Linked DNA regions of Gossypium hirsutum: all the other regions are linked to region 1. The links are chromatin contacts, called in public Hi-C maps. All regions are on one chromosome and are shown on one strand. Each heading gives the region's core, a stretch centred on a gene start, on an enhancer-like site or on the middle of the called end of the contact. The rest is flanking DNA. Distances are from core to core; before and after follow the strand shown. Region 1 holds the start of LOC107950449 (histone H4). Region 2 holds the start of LOC107950438 (polyadenylate-binding protein 2). Region 3 holds the start of LOC107950897 (EPIDERMAL PATTERNING FACTOR-like protein 1).

The links. A called contact is a pair of places that touch in the nucleus more often than the background predicts.
Region 2: a contact with region 1 is called in a Hi-C map of leaf, with 2.3 times the contacts expected there. The contact joins the promoter of LOC107950438 here to the promoter of LOC107950449 in region 1. A contact is called at or near these places in 2 of 34 Hi-C or Micro-C datasets (both in leaf).
Region 3: a Hi-C map of leaf shows a contact between it and region 1, with 3 times the contacts expected there. The contact joins the promoter of LOC107950897 here to the promoter of LOC107950449 in region 1. A contact is called at or near these places in 14 of 34 Hi-C or Micro-C datasets (anther, callus, fibers and 4 more).

The regions. Positions count from the first base shown.
Region 1 is chrD03:4,912,985-4,917,712 of Gossypium_hirsutum_v2.1, reverse strand. LOC107950449 (histone H4) reads right to left here and starts at 2,251. Exons shown (of 1, transcript XM_016885298.2): 1 at 1,595-2,251. The coding sequence starts at 2,215. The coding sequence ends at 1,727. LOC107950448 (linamarin synthase 2) reads left to right here and starts at 4,682. Exons shown (of 2, transcript XM_016885297.2): 1 at 4,682-4,728.
Region 2 is chrD03:5,086,288-5,091,015 of Gossypium_hirsutum_v2.1, reverse strand. LOC107950438 (polyadenylate-binding protein 2) reads left to right here and starts at 2,201. Exons shown (of 6, transcript XM_016885284.2): 1 at 2,201-2,530; 2 at 2,619-2,721; 3 at 3,120-3,190. The coding sequence starts at 2,408.
Region 3 is chrD03:5,043,577-5,048,304 of Gossypium_hirsutum_v2.1, reverse strand. LOC107950897 (EPIDERMAL PATTERNING FACTOR-like protein 1) reads left to right here and starts at 1,839. Exons shown (of 2, transcript XM_016885814.2): 1 at 1,839-2,245; 2 at 2,328-2,760. The coding sequence starts at 2,153. The coding sequence ends at 2,591. LOC121215315 (a long non-coding RNA gene) reads left to right here. Exons shown (of 3, transcript XR_005911080.1): 3 at 29-867. LOC107950443 (mediator of RNA polymerase II transcription subunit 18) reads left to right here and starts at 3,355. Exons shown (of 5, transcript XM_016885291.2): 1 at 3,355-3,534; 2 at 3,653-3,752; 3 at 3,971-4,028; 4 at 4,335-4,691. The coding sequence starts at 3,499.

The DNA of each region.
Region 1 (4,728 bases), core at 1,002-3,501:
AAAAAACAATTTAAAGTATATAAACTAAATCACAACGTACGAATAGCATGGAGACAAATAAAAAATTTTAACTAAATTTTTTATTTATTTTATTTAATTTAACATTTTAAATCTATTGTCGGCAGAGTCTTAGTTCATTTGGCTTCGGTATTATTACTAGTGTAGGAGGACATAGGTTCAAGTGTGCTGGAGCATGTTTATCTTCTTATTCAAGGGTTAGAAAGGGATTATGCTTAGTTTTAAGCATTGTATACAAAAAAAAAACATTTTAAATCTATCCATATTTGGCATCTCGTGGAAAGATGCTTTCATTATTTTCTTTAATGCAACTTTCAATATAATCACAAGTTGATTATATTTGATGCATTGCTAGTATATAAGTGTCGTTAAAAATGTTTTCGATTTGCACTTGTTCCAACTTTATTGTTCTAATGATGTTGCAATACAAGCTAGAACCAAAGGGTTTGCTAAGTCAAAGGGATAAAATCAACACACAATATTTTTTAACTCAATTCAAATTCATAAATCTTAAGTCTACGGAGCCTTACTTAGAAAATGATTTTATTCAACATTTCATTTTATACAAATTGTTGCATATTACTCTCCCAATAAATAATTATAACCCCAAAATCAAACCCAAATGGTTTCATATCACTATCCCAAAATACCCCACTTTACATTCAATATCTTTTCATAAAAAAGTCCGTGTCTAAATACACTCAACACAATTAATGAAGAAGTCAACCAACAACTTATTTCTAAGCTAATGCAAGAGTCCCTCTAATATTTTCATAGGCTTGAAAGCATTTATAAACATGTCTTTCATCATCTTCAAATACTCTCTTAAGGATAAGATAAGCATATTCAACACTTCAAATTTCTTCCTTCCCTTTCAAATCAATCATTTGAAAGATAAAAGATCATAACATGTTGTACCAGGAAATTTCACTTTCATTTACTTCTTAAATCATTTAAAGGGAAAGTTATTTATATTTTAATTCACAAATTAATGATATTTAAAATTATTTTATCTAAAATATTAAACTATAAAAAAATACTAATAATTTAGTCATCTTAATGTGTATTTTACCCAAAAAATTGTGATGTCTTCAAATAGGCTATTTTTAAGGGTCTTCACTCTCGGATTTGGGCTTTTTTCACTCCATTTTTAATTTAATTTTTCGGGACACAATATTATGCCAATATCTAACATTTACTGCATCCAAACCCTTGACTCTTCGAAAAATGACTGCACATAAAAATAAGAAACAAACAAACAAAAGACCTAAAACCTGTTCTCTACCAAATTTACCAACCAAGATACGCCATTCTTTTTGCTTTTGAGAGAAACTACAACTATTAAGGCAAGCTTAATTGCTGACATGATTTACGGTTCAATTCTTCACATATTTTTTTGTGGGAAAAGGCTAATAATCGATTGTTGACTTAGTTGCCATATTTTTCAAGATTTATATAACATTTAACGAGCCTTAACAGATTCCGCAAGAAACCGAAACGCAGAGCAGCGATTATACCTATAATTTCAGGCGAACCCTAAATATTTTAGAACTGAGATTCAAAAACCAAAACCAAATTAGCTTTTGAAACGAGATTTTCAGAGAAATTCATCGTAATTCGAAACGAAAATACATTAAACTAAAGAGAAAATCCAAGAAAAAAAAGCCTACAAGAAACTGTTACAAAATAGAAACCCTAAAATCCAAAATCAACCACCGAAACCGTAAAGAGTCCTTCCTTGTCTCTTGAGAGCATAAACGACATCCATAGCGGTAACAGTCTTACGCCTAGCGTGCTCCGTATAGGTTACGGCATCACGTATAACGTTTTCAAGGAAGATCTTGAGAACACCACGAGTTTCCTCGTAGATCAAGCCACTAATCCTCTTCACGCCGCCTCTACGAGCTAATCTCCGAATCGCCGGCTTGGTGATGCCCTGAATGTTATCTCGGAGAACCTTCCTATGCCTCTTAGCTCCTCCCTTTCCTAATCCCTTGCCTCCTTTTCCACGGCCCGACATTTTTGAAAAATCGAAGAGCTCTTTTGTCACAGAAAATTGGGAATTTTTTTGAACGCTTGAAAGCGAGGGATGTGGAGCGGGGTTTAAATAGGGGTTCTTTTTTTTGTTATGGATAGAGGAAAAGAATATGAACTGTTGGATTTGAACGATATCTGACGGTTGATATTGGTGATCCATAGCTTTTGATATTATTGGCTGAAAATGTAAGAGGAGTGGTCGTTTATCTAATGGTTAGTGAGTCGATTCATAGTGTGGTTTGCGTGTGTTTGCGCGATTTTGAACCGTGGATTAGGCTCTCATCTACGGTTCTCTTATAGTTGAAATTAACATATACAGTAGTATTTTCTTTTTCAAAATTTTAGTGGATTCTTCAATCATTTTGAATTATTTTATTTTTATTGTTGAGAAGATAATCACTAATTTCGAATATAAATAATAAAACAAACATAAAAAATATATAAAAAGAATTAGTTAATAATTATAAAATTTATATTTACATATAGATATAGTTTTAGATATATAATTAAAATATATTTATATATATATAAATTTTTTTGTTACTGTAGCGACTTAAAATTTTGTACGGGCGCTAGTCGAGGCGATTATTGAAAATTTAAAAAACAGATTCTCAATTTTATTTTTATTTTTTAAAGAGAGTCGCCATTGATTTTTTTCTAGGTGTGATCGGACACCTAATAAATTCTTTTTTTAAAAGAAAACTTATTATTTTTTAAAATTTTCTAAAAAAAAGAGTCAATTTTAGGTTCACGTCGAAATCAAGAGAAAATTAGGGTTTAGGAGTCAATTATACACGAGAAAGGTATTAGCACCCTCGTGACGCCCAAAATTAGTATCTCGTTAAGCGCGTGTTGTCTTAATTTTAAAAATACGAGTTCAATTTAATATTTAATCGTGATCCGATTTTTTTGTTTTTTTAACGAGAATTTTGATAAATTACATATTATTATATTATATATATTTTTAAAAAATAATTTGACAACTATTGAAAAATTACAAAAATAGAAATTTGATTTTTTTAAATGCGAGAAAAAACTTTTTTTTTTGAATTTATCAATTTTTAGAAGTGGCGTCCCGTATTTAACACGAGCTAATGATATTCACCCAACATAACAATGAAATCAATGTCTTAATGTCAAATCGATCTGTTGCCTTGTGTATTAAAATTTTTTAAATTAAAAATTGCAAATAAATTAACATAATAATATTTCTAAAATAAAAAAAGAAAAATATTTAAAAACGCCGATAATATTAAAAACGAGATGTCATCAAAATATATGAACTAAATTAAAAATGAGTAAAAATAAATTACCGAAAAGCCCAAAATTACGGGCTTGATCAAACGGGTTATATGACTCAGGCTCTTTTTTTCCCCTTTTTTTCTGCTGTTGGGCCTGCTGGGAACTGGGCTGCCTACTGCTGGGCTGTCTGGCCTGCTTGCTGGGTGCTGGCTGGCCTGCTGGGTTGGCTGATACCGGGTCGGGTCGGGTTGTCGATGGTCGGTCGGGTCAGGTCGGAGCGACCCGACTGTTTTTTTCTTTCCTTTTTCTTTTTCTTTTTTTTCCTTTCTTCTTCTTTTTCTTTCCTTTTTCTTCTTCTTCTTCGGGCCGAACCCTAACCCGCCGCCGTCGCCGCTGCTTCCTCCGTCTGGCGTAGCTCCCTATTCTTCTTCCTCCTTTTTTCTTCTTTCTCTTCTTTTCTCTCTTCTCCTTTTTTTTTTTGCTATGTTTTTTTCTTGGGTGTTTTTTATTAATTTTTTTTGCTTGATTTGCTTTGCTCACGATTTTTTTTGCTTCATTTGTTGTTTTTATTGTTGATTTTTGAGAGATTAGGTGGCTAGGGAGGAGGGGGGTCATGCCTTAGGCCAGAGGTTGGAAATCACGGAGGGCAAGTGCGCAAACGGATGGTTTTTTAGTCAAAATGGAAATGAAAACTAAAAGAAAAAGGAGACCAAGAGTTCTTCTTTTCTAGTTCAATGATTAATCTGATGTATTGGTTTTGGTTCTGTCGGGAAACCAAATTAACATTTTCTTTTAATTAATTTAGAAAATTCAATTAATTAAATTTATTTAATTTAGAACTCAATTAATTTACTTGGTTAGACATCTATGTTGGCATTTAAAATCCATTTTAATTAACTGCTACGTCGGACTACCATTTGGGAGGTAATAGATCTTAACGATAGAGTGAACATTTTGTAATAAAACGATAACGTAAGTGACTAAAATATAATCTGATGCAAACAAAAGTGACTATTTTGATAGTTTACCCTGTTTTAAAAGAAATGTCATTATCTAATTTAAGGATGATAAATTTTGAAATGTCTGATGAATTTTGAATCGTCTCCCTTCAAATGGAGTGACTTTATTTTTGGACTGTAAAAATGGGGCGAGACATTGTACATAACTATTACAAAGTTATTTTAGAAAAAACTATTAAAAAGGTAAAATAATAATTTCTCGTTTATATATAATATATTTATTAGAAAAATCAAATTAGGGCGATGCAAGACAATATCTTAAATCTCAGATGATTTTTTAATGTTTAAAGGTGGCCGGAATCTTCCCACAATAAGAGGGAGCCAAGTATATATAAAAGATTATATCAACAGAAAATAGGTGAGATCATATTGTAGGCAATTTGAAGCCGCGTGTAAGTAAGAACATTCCCGA
Region 2 (4,728 bases), core at 952-3,451, 170 kb before region 1:
TAACAGTATGTACGTGCATAGCTTTGGATCTCCCACTTATCAATACGGACCCTATGTCATGCCAACCATGCCTGTGACTCTATCCAACAACGTTAATAGGGAAAATATCATCATTGTTAAACGTATAATATCATCAAACATATATATGTATATTCATTCAACCAATATATCACAAACCACTCAATCAATTATATACATACATGTCAAACACATTCTTATTGATAGTTAACCATTCCCAAACGTATACCGGATCAAATAGTTATATATAATTATTTAATGAACTCAAGTTATGAGAGCACAAACTATAGTATCTATTCATCGATGACTTTGGATTTCCCTTTGTCCCGGGATGGTCCTACGTCGTCTTTAACTACGAAATTAAATCCAAATATGAAATATTCCATAACCACACAATTCAAACACAAATCAATACCCTGATATTAAATTGACTTTAATTTGAGATTATAATATTGTGATTGAAAAATATTTTTATGAAATTATTTAAATATGATTTTGGATATATTAGTTAAGTACACTATTATTTATAATTTAATGGTACCTAAATTGATATGAAATATTTTTTTTTATTGAAGAGCAATATTGAAAATAAGATAAATATCTTATATTTTCAATTCAAATTTGAAGTAATGTTATTTTTTTAATTTCACTTAAAAAGAAAAAGAAAAAGAAAAATGAAATTTATTTTATGAAATTTTATATATAAGATGTTTAAAAATAAATTAATTTTAAAAAATTCTAATTAGAAATAACAATCAATCTAATAAGCCAGTTTGAGCGAATAAATACATTTATAATATATATAGTAAAACGCAAACCTAAAATGTGAAAAATATAGGTTTAGCGTAAGCATTACTTCTTTTAATAAGGTTTTCACATGGTGTAAGCATATATTCACATGTTTGTGCTGTTTATCATAAAAAAATTATAAAGTATTAATAAATAAGTAAAACAATTATAAGTACGTGCTAATACTCAATTGTTTGGGGTTTCAATTTTTTATAATTTATTTAATTAATTATAATAGTTAATTTAAATTTATTTTTAAATGATAATTATTTTTAAATTTCCAAACTTTAATTTATTATGATTATTTATGATATATTAATCTTAAATTGAATAGTGAGCTAGCACGTGGATTAATTATTTTAAATAATATACTTTGAAAGTGATTTGTGTTAGAGTTATGTGATCCGAATTTTTGTTAAAGAAATAATTCACGTAAAACCTATGTGTTTTATTTTTATTTTTTATTATTTTGTGATCATTCTATATTGTCATTATCGACGTTCAATTTTAACAAATTGTATACGAATCTTGAATTAATTATAAGTGATTGTGTAGGTTAATTATTTTAAATACATCATTTAAATTTAAAATATAATTAAGTACTAAAGTGAAATTTCCCTAAATTGAATTGTTATAAAATAAAGTTTCCATCCACCCTTAACAACAACAATTATACCAGTTTTAGGATTAAAAAAAAACAAATTGAGTACCAATAAGGCATTAAATTGAGGGGTCAAATATAAGAGTAAGTAAAATCTGATTCGATTTAAAAAATTTGATAAAAAATTAAATTTTGAATTAAAAAGTTCGAGCTAATCGAGTTATTCGGGTAAAGTAGAATAAAAAAATCAATTTTTCGGTTTAACTTGAATATGAATTATACAATTCGAGTTATCCAAGAATCCAAATAAAAAAAGGTAAAACTGCGTCGTTTTAATAAATGTTTACGCATCAACTTTACTTATGTAGTTAAATAATATTGTACTTCGTCTACTAGTTAAATAATCAGTCCATGTAAACACAACATTGAGTATAAATAATACTATTCGTTAACTCCACTCAAAATTTTTTAACTCGAAAATGTTTAACTCGATTTGACTCCTAATTCAAATGTGTGTTGAGCTAAATTATATTATTATAAAAAATATGTATGAAATAAATAAATAAAATAATTACGGGTTATATACTTTCAACTTTACCAATTAAAATAGAACTTAATTTAAATTTTACATAATTAAAAAATAATTTTCATGAATATTATAGGTGGAAAAAATAAATAGAAGAAAATAACAGTATCAAAGTCCATTAGAACTGAAGGAGGCCCAAACCCAAGAAATCCAGCAGCAGGAAGCGACATCGTTTAAATACCTTGGAGTTGGAAAGGCTTAATAACATTTGCAAATTGCAAACAAAAAATAACCCTGGGCCACTTATCACCGTTGATCTTCCATCATCGTACGGATATGATCGCATGAACCGAAATCCTTCGTTTCTAATAGAAGTTTAACCACTGAAGAAAGTACTAACAGACTTGGGAGACTCTTTCTAGAAGAATCAGAAAAATAAACAGAGAGAGGGAAAAAAACAATAAAGAGAAAAAATGGATGAAGAGGAGCATGAGGTGTACGGAGGGGAAATCCCCGACGAAGGAGAGATGGAGGGCGAATTGGACCCTCAGAACGCCGACGTCGACATGTCCGCCGCCGATGAAGACGCTGTCAAGGTAATTATTTAAAAAAAAAGAATTAAAAACCCTAACCCAAGACTGTACTTTGTCTTTTTTGGTTACTCTTGTTGTTTGATTGTGGTAGGAATTGGACGAGATGAAGAAACGGTTGAAGGAAATGGAAGATGAAGCGGCGGCACTCCGGGAAATGCAGGCCAAAGTCGAGAAGGAAATGGGTGCTGTTCAAGGTTTTTCTCATCTTTCCTTGCCTTTTTTAGTGTTTTTATTGGGATATTTATATGATCTGAATTTTCTTGTTAAGTTATGATGTTAGGGTTTAAGATTTTGGTTCTCTGGATTATATTATTTTCTTTTTTAGTTTGATAAATCTATCGAATCTGAAACTTCAAAGTTAGTTTTTAAAATGATAATTGAATATTATTTATTTTTTCAAGTGGTTCTATCGTAGTAATAGTTTATAGATTTTAGTGGGGAATTCTAACCGGTAGTTATAGCCTGGATGTTTGTCAGTTCTATCTATATTTCAAGGTGTGAGATATGTTTAGTCTTTTTAATCATTTTTGTCTAATATTAATCTAAATTTGACATTTGTTCGAAAACGAACCCTTTACCCTTTCTATCACAGATCCCGCTGGTGCAACAGCTAATCAGGCGAGCAAAGAGGAAGCAGATTCACGATCAGTTTTTGTTGGCAATGTGAGATAAATAATGTCTATTTTCATTTTAGTTTTTACCTTAAGACTTGTAGCATGTTGTCTTTGTAGATATAACATCTACATGGTGAACCTTGCGTTATTAACTGCTTTGATATTTCTTGAAATTGGGGTGGGTGGTTTTACTATCTTGTCTGTTAACTTTTTAACATCCATTTATGTGCTGGTATGTTTACCCTATCTTATATGTTTCCCGTCCTACTGTTGACATTTAGTACATGTTTTCTGAATTGCACCATCGGATTATTTTGTTTGGTATAAGTTGTGTCCCTGAACTTATAAAAGAACTTGAGACATCATCCAATACAGGGTTGGCCTGGATAAGATCTTCCAGATATATTATCATTCATATGAATTACGTCATTTGGCATGATTTTTGTTTTAAAATTATTACCTTTAATTTATGGGATAAATTCCAAGGGCTTAGGGAGGATGTGGAACTACTAAAACTCCTAGATTTTTTAGATTTAGATCGGCGTAAACTCTAAAGAGCAGAGCGGAATAAAAAAAAAATCTGTGCATGAGCTGATGTCTAAACATTTTTCTTTGAAAGAAATTCCTTTTTAGCTGCAAACACTAAAATATTTGGAATGGATACACTACTCTGTTCTTACTCTTTGGTTGTTTTTCCTGCATCTGTAACCTTTTCGTTTATCCGTTTTGAGTTATCGCTTTTTGTATAGGCCATTATTGTATAAATATGTTATCTTGTATTCAACACCTTTTTATCCCGTATTCTTCTCCTTTTTATGTTTTTAGTTACCTATAGTAATAGTTATTCATGACTTCTGTATTTTGTTTCTCTCTACCTTTCCTTCTTCTAGGGCTTAACTAAATGGCTTCAGATGACATTTTCTATTCATTTCTGGGTGACTTTGGATTGGATGTGGGTACTTCTCCACAATAGAATCATGGTTTGACCTTAATGTCTTACTATGATCGCAGGGTTGTTAATTTTCCTCGACCTGCCTTTGTGTTATCGCTGGAATAGTTACAATGTTTTCGAGGGTTGGCCAAAAGCTTTTTTTTCCTTTTAGATAACATTGTACTTAAAGATAGTAAAAGTGATTTCTATATGTTAAATTTCAAAAAAGCAAATAAGAGAAAAAAAAGTGAGAAAATGAGGGGTAAAATTCTTCAAATATTTCATGGAAAAAAGAAAAAGAAAAGTGATGAAGGAACATGTTGAATGAGAAAAATATAGAGAGAAAAAAAAGAGGAAAAAAATTGAAAGAAATTGTATGTGAAAAAAAGGAGAAAAAAGTATCAATATGATGGAAATTTTGATTAGTTATATGTGTTGATTATATAAAATTTAGTGTAAAAATCAGGGAGATAAAGGCATTATATACCAGTCCCTGAAAAGTGTAACTGGGCTTGTTTGGACTGGATGGATGGATGGAAGTAGCATGTTATTTAACATGCTTCAACTTCTTGCAAGGGATTTAGTTTGCTTCTTTTGAAGAGCTAAGCCAAGTCAACATATGCAATCTAAGTTGCAAGAACATCGTTGCTGGTGGT
Region 3 (4,728 bases), core at 590-3,089, 130 kb before region 1:
CATGTTTATTCTTCTACTTGCGTGCTAGATTCAAGGCATGAAGAATGAAGACCACCACTTGCAGGATGGGTCAACTTAAATACGGATGGTTCATGCCAATTAAATTCTCAATGTGTAGGTTCAGGTGGTTTATCGGGAGATAGTACAGGTAGATGGTTGTTGGGATTTATAAGGTGTTTGGGGGCTATTTTCCACTCCAAGTAGAGTTATGGGCTACGTTCGGTGGTCTCTCGTTAGTTTGGAACGAGGGTTATCGAAATGTGTTTCTTGAGATGAAAATGATAATAGCTGCTCCGTTGTTTCAAGCATCAGGGGATTATTGGACTGTCAATGGAATGTTAAAATTGAATCTGTGTATAGGGAAGGCAATGTGGCTGCAAACTGCTTGGCTCATGGGCTCTAATGCTGGTTATGATTTATGCATTTTAAGGGATGTTCCTCATAGGTTGAGCCCATTCTGTTTGATGATTAATCTGGTATTGCTCGTGGGCAAATGTGCCCCGATGCTACGCCTAATAGTTAAGGCTGTGTAGCCTCTTTTATTGATCCAAAAAAGAAAAAAGGTCCAAAGTCTTACAATAGATACTTTGATCGGATCGAAGGTCAATTAGAGATTAGAATTTTTCTTAAGCTCATTTTGTTATTTTATTTTGCTAATTATTCTTTATAATTTTAATCGAGCATAGGAATGCATAGAAAATTCGGTAAAATTCTAATTCATGTACCCTAAGAGCTATGCACTTGTTTAAGGTGCTTTTGGATACCAAGCAATATTGGGATCAAAGTGAGTCTTGAAGCAAACCTTCCCTTCTTTTTTGGGGTCAAATTATTGAAGCAAAAATGACAATTTTGTAGTTATTAAATGCTGGAAATTAATTACTACTACCTCCCCTTACGCATTTTTCACCCATTTCCAAGTACCCCCCAAAAAAAACAATTTAAATTGTACGATTTAGTTTTAATACTTTAATTCGGTCAATTTTATTTTTTATATTTTCTGAATTGGCCAATTTTTATTTTTGTACTTTTTAAAATTTAAAATTTCAGGCTTGACCTAGATGGTAACATTTAAATTCGTTTGACTAAATTTTGTTATTGACTTTGCACTATAATAAATTTGTAAATTTAGTCCATAGTCTCCAATTTGATCATTTTTAGTCGTCATATTTTTCAGATTCTGATATTTTAGTCTTGATTCAAACGATGGTCATTAATTGACTTTTTTTGTGAGTAATATATAAAAATAATAAACAAACATGACATTACACATGAAATAATATATTTGTTGCATAATATTTTAGAAATAGTAGAACTTAATGAATTCAATAACTACCATTGGTCAGGATTAAAATTTTAAAATTCGAAAAGTATAATGACCAAAAATGAGGAAATTGAAATATATGAACTAAATTTTCATGCACAACACACAAAATAATAGTAAAATTTAACCAAAAGAAGCTTTAGCCTTCTTAATAGTTAAAATGAGATAGACATAACCATGTGATGTGATATGGTGGTTGCGCACATCATCCCTTAATAATATGATTGGAGTTTGAACCCCACTTATGAGAATATAACATATTTCATGATCAACTGATTACTTTTTTGAAAAGCATTAGTGGTGAATAAATTAATTTGATTATTACTAAAATCAGAGATAAACCCAATCCAATGAAGTAAGAGAAAAGTGATTAAAGTCCTTAATGGTATTTCAACCACGAATGTTGAAACATTTGCATGTAATTCCCAATTTATAAAAGATAAAATTAGAGTTATTTGGTCCCCCTCCCCTTCCTTTCTAATGCAGATTCTCCCAATTTGTTTGCCAATTCCGTATTGTTCTTTTCACTCTTCTGCCACACTTCCCGCCCTCTCTCTCTCTCTCTCTCTCTCTCTCTCTCTCTCTCTCTCCCATGTACATTAATGCTTAGACCACCACCCACCACCACATACACCAATTTATGAAACCTTCCCTTCCTTTTCTTCCTACTCACTTTTCTCATTGCTGACCCTATTTCTTATCTATCTTGCTTTGGATTTTTTACTTCGCAGCAGAAGTAAGTTAGTTTCATATGTACTTGAAGTTAGAGTTCCATTACTATTCCCATCTTTTTAGTTTACTTCCTTGGTTACATGAAACCCTTTCATCATCATGACCTCACTTGTTTCTCCCCTCCTTAACACCTTCACATTTCTTTTGGCCCTTTCCTTTCTTCTTTCCTCTCCAACCTCTTCCCTTGTTCAGGTTAGGTTTCAGCTCATATATCTTTCATTCTTTTCACCATGTTTATATATTTGATCTTTGATGATGTTTGGGTTTTCAACAGGGTTTATATTTTGAAGACAAAACAAGGTTGGGATCAACTCCTCCAAGCTGCCACAACAGATGTAATGGATGCCACCCTTGCAAGGCAGTTCAAGTACCTACTACACCATTACTTAGCCATAACCACCAATTTCAACCACCTGGTTCGAGCAAAGCAATCACTAATCCCATGGAGGTTTTTTACCCATCATCAGGCAGTCAATACTCTAATTACAAGCCCCTTGGTTGGAAATGCCACTGTGATGATCACTTTTACAACCCTTGAAAAAGATCAAGCCTTTTAGCATGTAAAAGAAAATTGTTTAATAGGTGATTTTGGTGTGTTTCTGGGAAGTTTTTTCTTCAGATTTTTAGCATTAATGTATACATTATTGTATCTTATAATCATTATGTACATAATTCTCCTCAACTTAGCTTTTGATTTTGTCCGCTTCTCCCCTTATCTTCTCGGGATTTTCACGCCCTCCTTGCTTTGGATATACCTTAATTACTTATTTGTTTTGAATATAACAACTTTAACCCTCAATATTTTTACATTATGTTAATTTAGTCTTGATTCTAAAAAATTTAACCCTCAACATTTATAAATTATGTAAATTGGTCTATTTATTTTTCAATTTTACTTTTCTTTATGATCGTTTAAAAAAATAAATTTATCAACTAAATTTAAAAAATATACCAAAAATATAACCACTAAAAATTTAAAATAATAATTTTCATCTTTTCTTATTATTTTAAACCTAATCTTCAATGTCATAAATAAAAATAAAATTACAAAAAATAAAATAAAATTGCACAATATGTAAATGCTGAAAATTATTTTTTTTGAAATTAAGACTAAATTGTCATAATATAAAAATATTAAAGGTTAAAATTACTATTGTACTAATTTTAAAATCTGTAAAGATATCTTCGATAAATGACCCAAAAAAAATTTTAATAATCGAGTGATCAGCAATGTAATTTATCCTAAAATTAGAAACTCTAATAATATTTAAAGTTGTTTCCACCCATATTTTAGTTCGGGTCGGGTAACATCTCGGGCCAAGCAATGCCCGTATTACCATTCGTATAACGAACTGAGCTCGAACCGGATTTTAAGAAGAGCAAGGGTTTCGCAGTGAGCTTACTGGTTGCATTTCTTCGTTTAACATTGAAAAAAACTTGTAAAAATGGAGTGCGTAGTTCAAGGAATTATAGAGACACAGGTAAAAAAATTCACACCCAAAATCATTATTTTATTTCTATTTTAGAAATTTTCTAAATTTGGGGATTGATTTAAACAGATTTGTTTTTGTTCTCTTTTTTTTTGGGTGAGATTTGCAGTATGTTGAGGCACTTGAAATTCTACTTCAAGGTCTTTGCGGTGTAAATAGAGAACGCTTGAGGGTACATGAAATTTGCCTTAAAAGTGGTCCAAATCTTGGTAAGTCTCTCACATTTTCATTACACAGAAGAGTTAATTATAGTCTACTAATCTATCCATGACGTGTTTGATGGTATAAGCATTTTTCCCTGTTTAGTTAATGTTGTAAATAACTCTCCTGCTGAATCATGTACTGATTTATAATTTATAAAACAGCAATATAAATTAATTGATCAAGTTGTTAGGTTCTGCCTTGCTAATGCCTAAGAATTTTACAGGATTTGTTACTTCCGAGGTCAGATTATTGTGTGATCTTGAACAGTCCGAGCCTACTTGGTAATTTGGAGTTTTTAATTGTGCTTTTATTATATCAATTCTATATAATTCGGACATGGATGTGTGAGTGTTTAGGATGGATATATTCAATTTTTTTCAAAGGTAGCTTCGTGTTTGGGGTTTCATATTCTCATATCCATGTCTAGATATACGGTGGATACAGTGTCGGACATGAATACTTCAAAAAAAGTAAAGGGTCAAGAATAACGTAGTTGGTGTTATTTTTTGTTGGGTGGTTATTAGGTTTATATAATGTTTGTAGGACTGTGAAACTGGGTGGTTATTAGGTTTATACAATGTTTGTAGGACTGTGAAACATGTTGGGGGTGCAATGAGGGGTGCTGGAGCAGAGCAAATCTCTGTGCTGGTTAGAAGTATGGTAGAAAGCAAAGCCAGCAAGAACGTGCTTCGATTATTTTATTCGCTTGGATATAAGTTGGATCATGAGTTGTTGAGAGTGGGATTCACCTTTCATTTCGAAAGGGTTGCTCAGATAACCGTGACTGTCTCATCGGTTAATAAGATGCTGAAACTGCACGCAACGGATGAGGCTGTCCCGGTAACACCTGGTATACAGATGGTTGAAGTGACCGCGCCTGCAACATCGGAAAATTATAATGAAGTCGTTGCTTCTGTGTCTTCTTTTTGTGAATATCTTGCACCGTAAGAGCCTTTTTTCTTCTTGCTTATTAAGATGCAT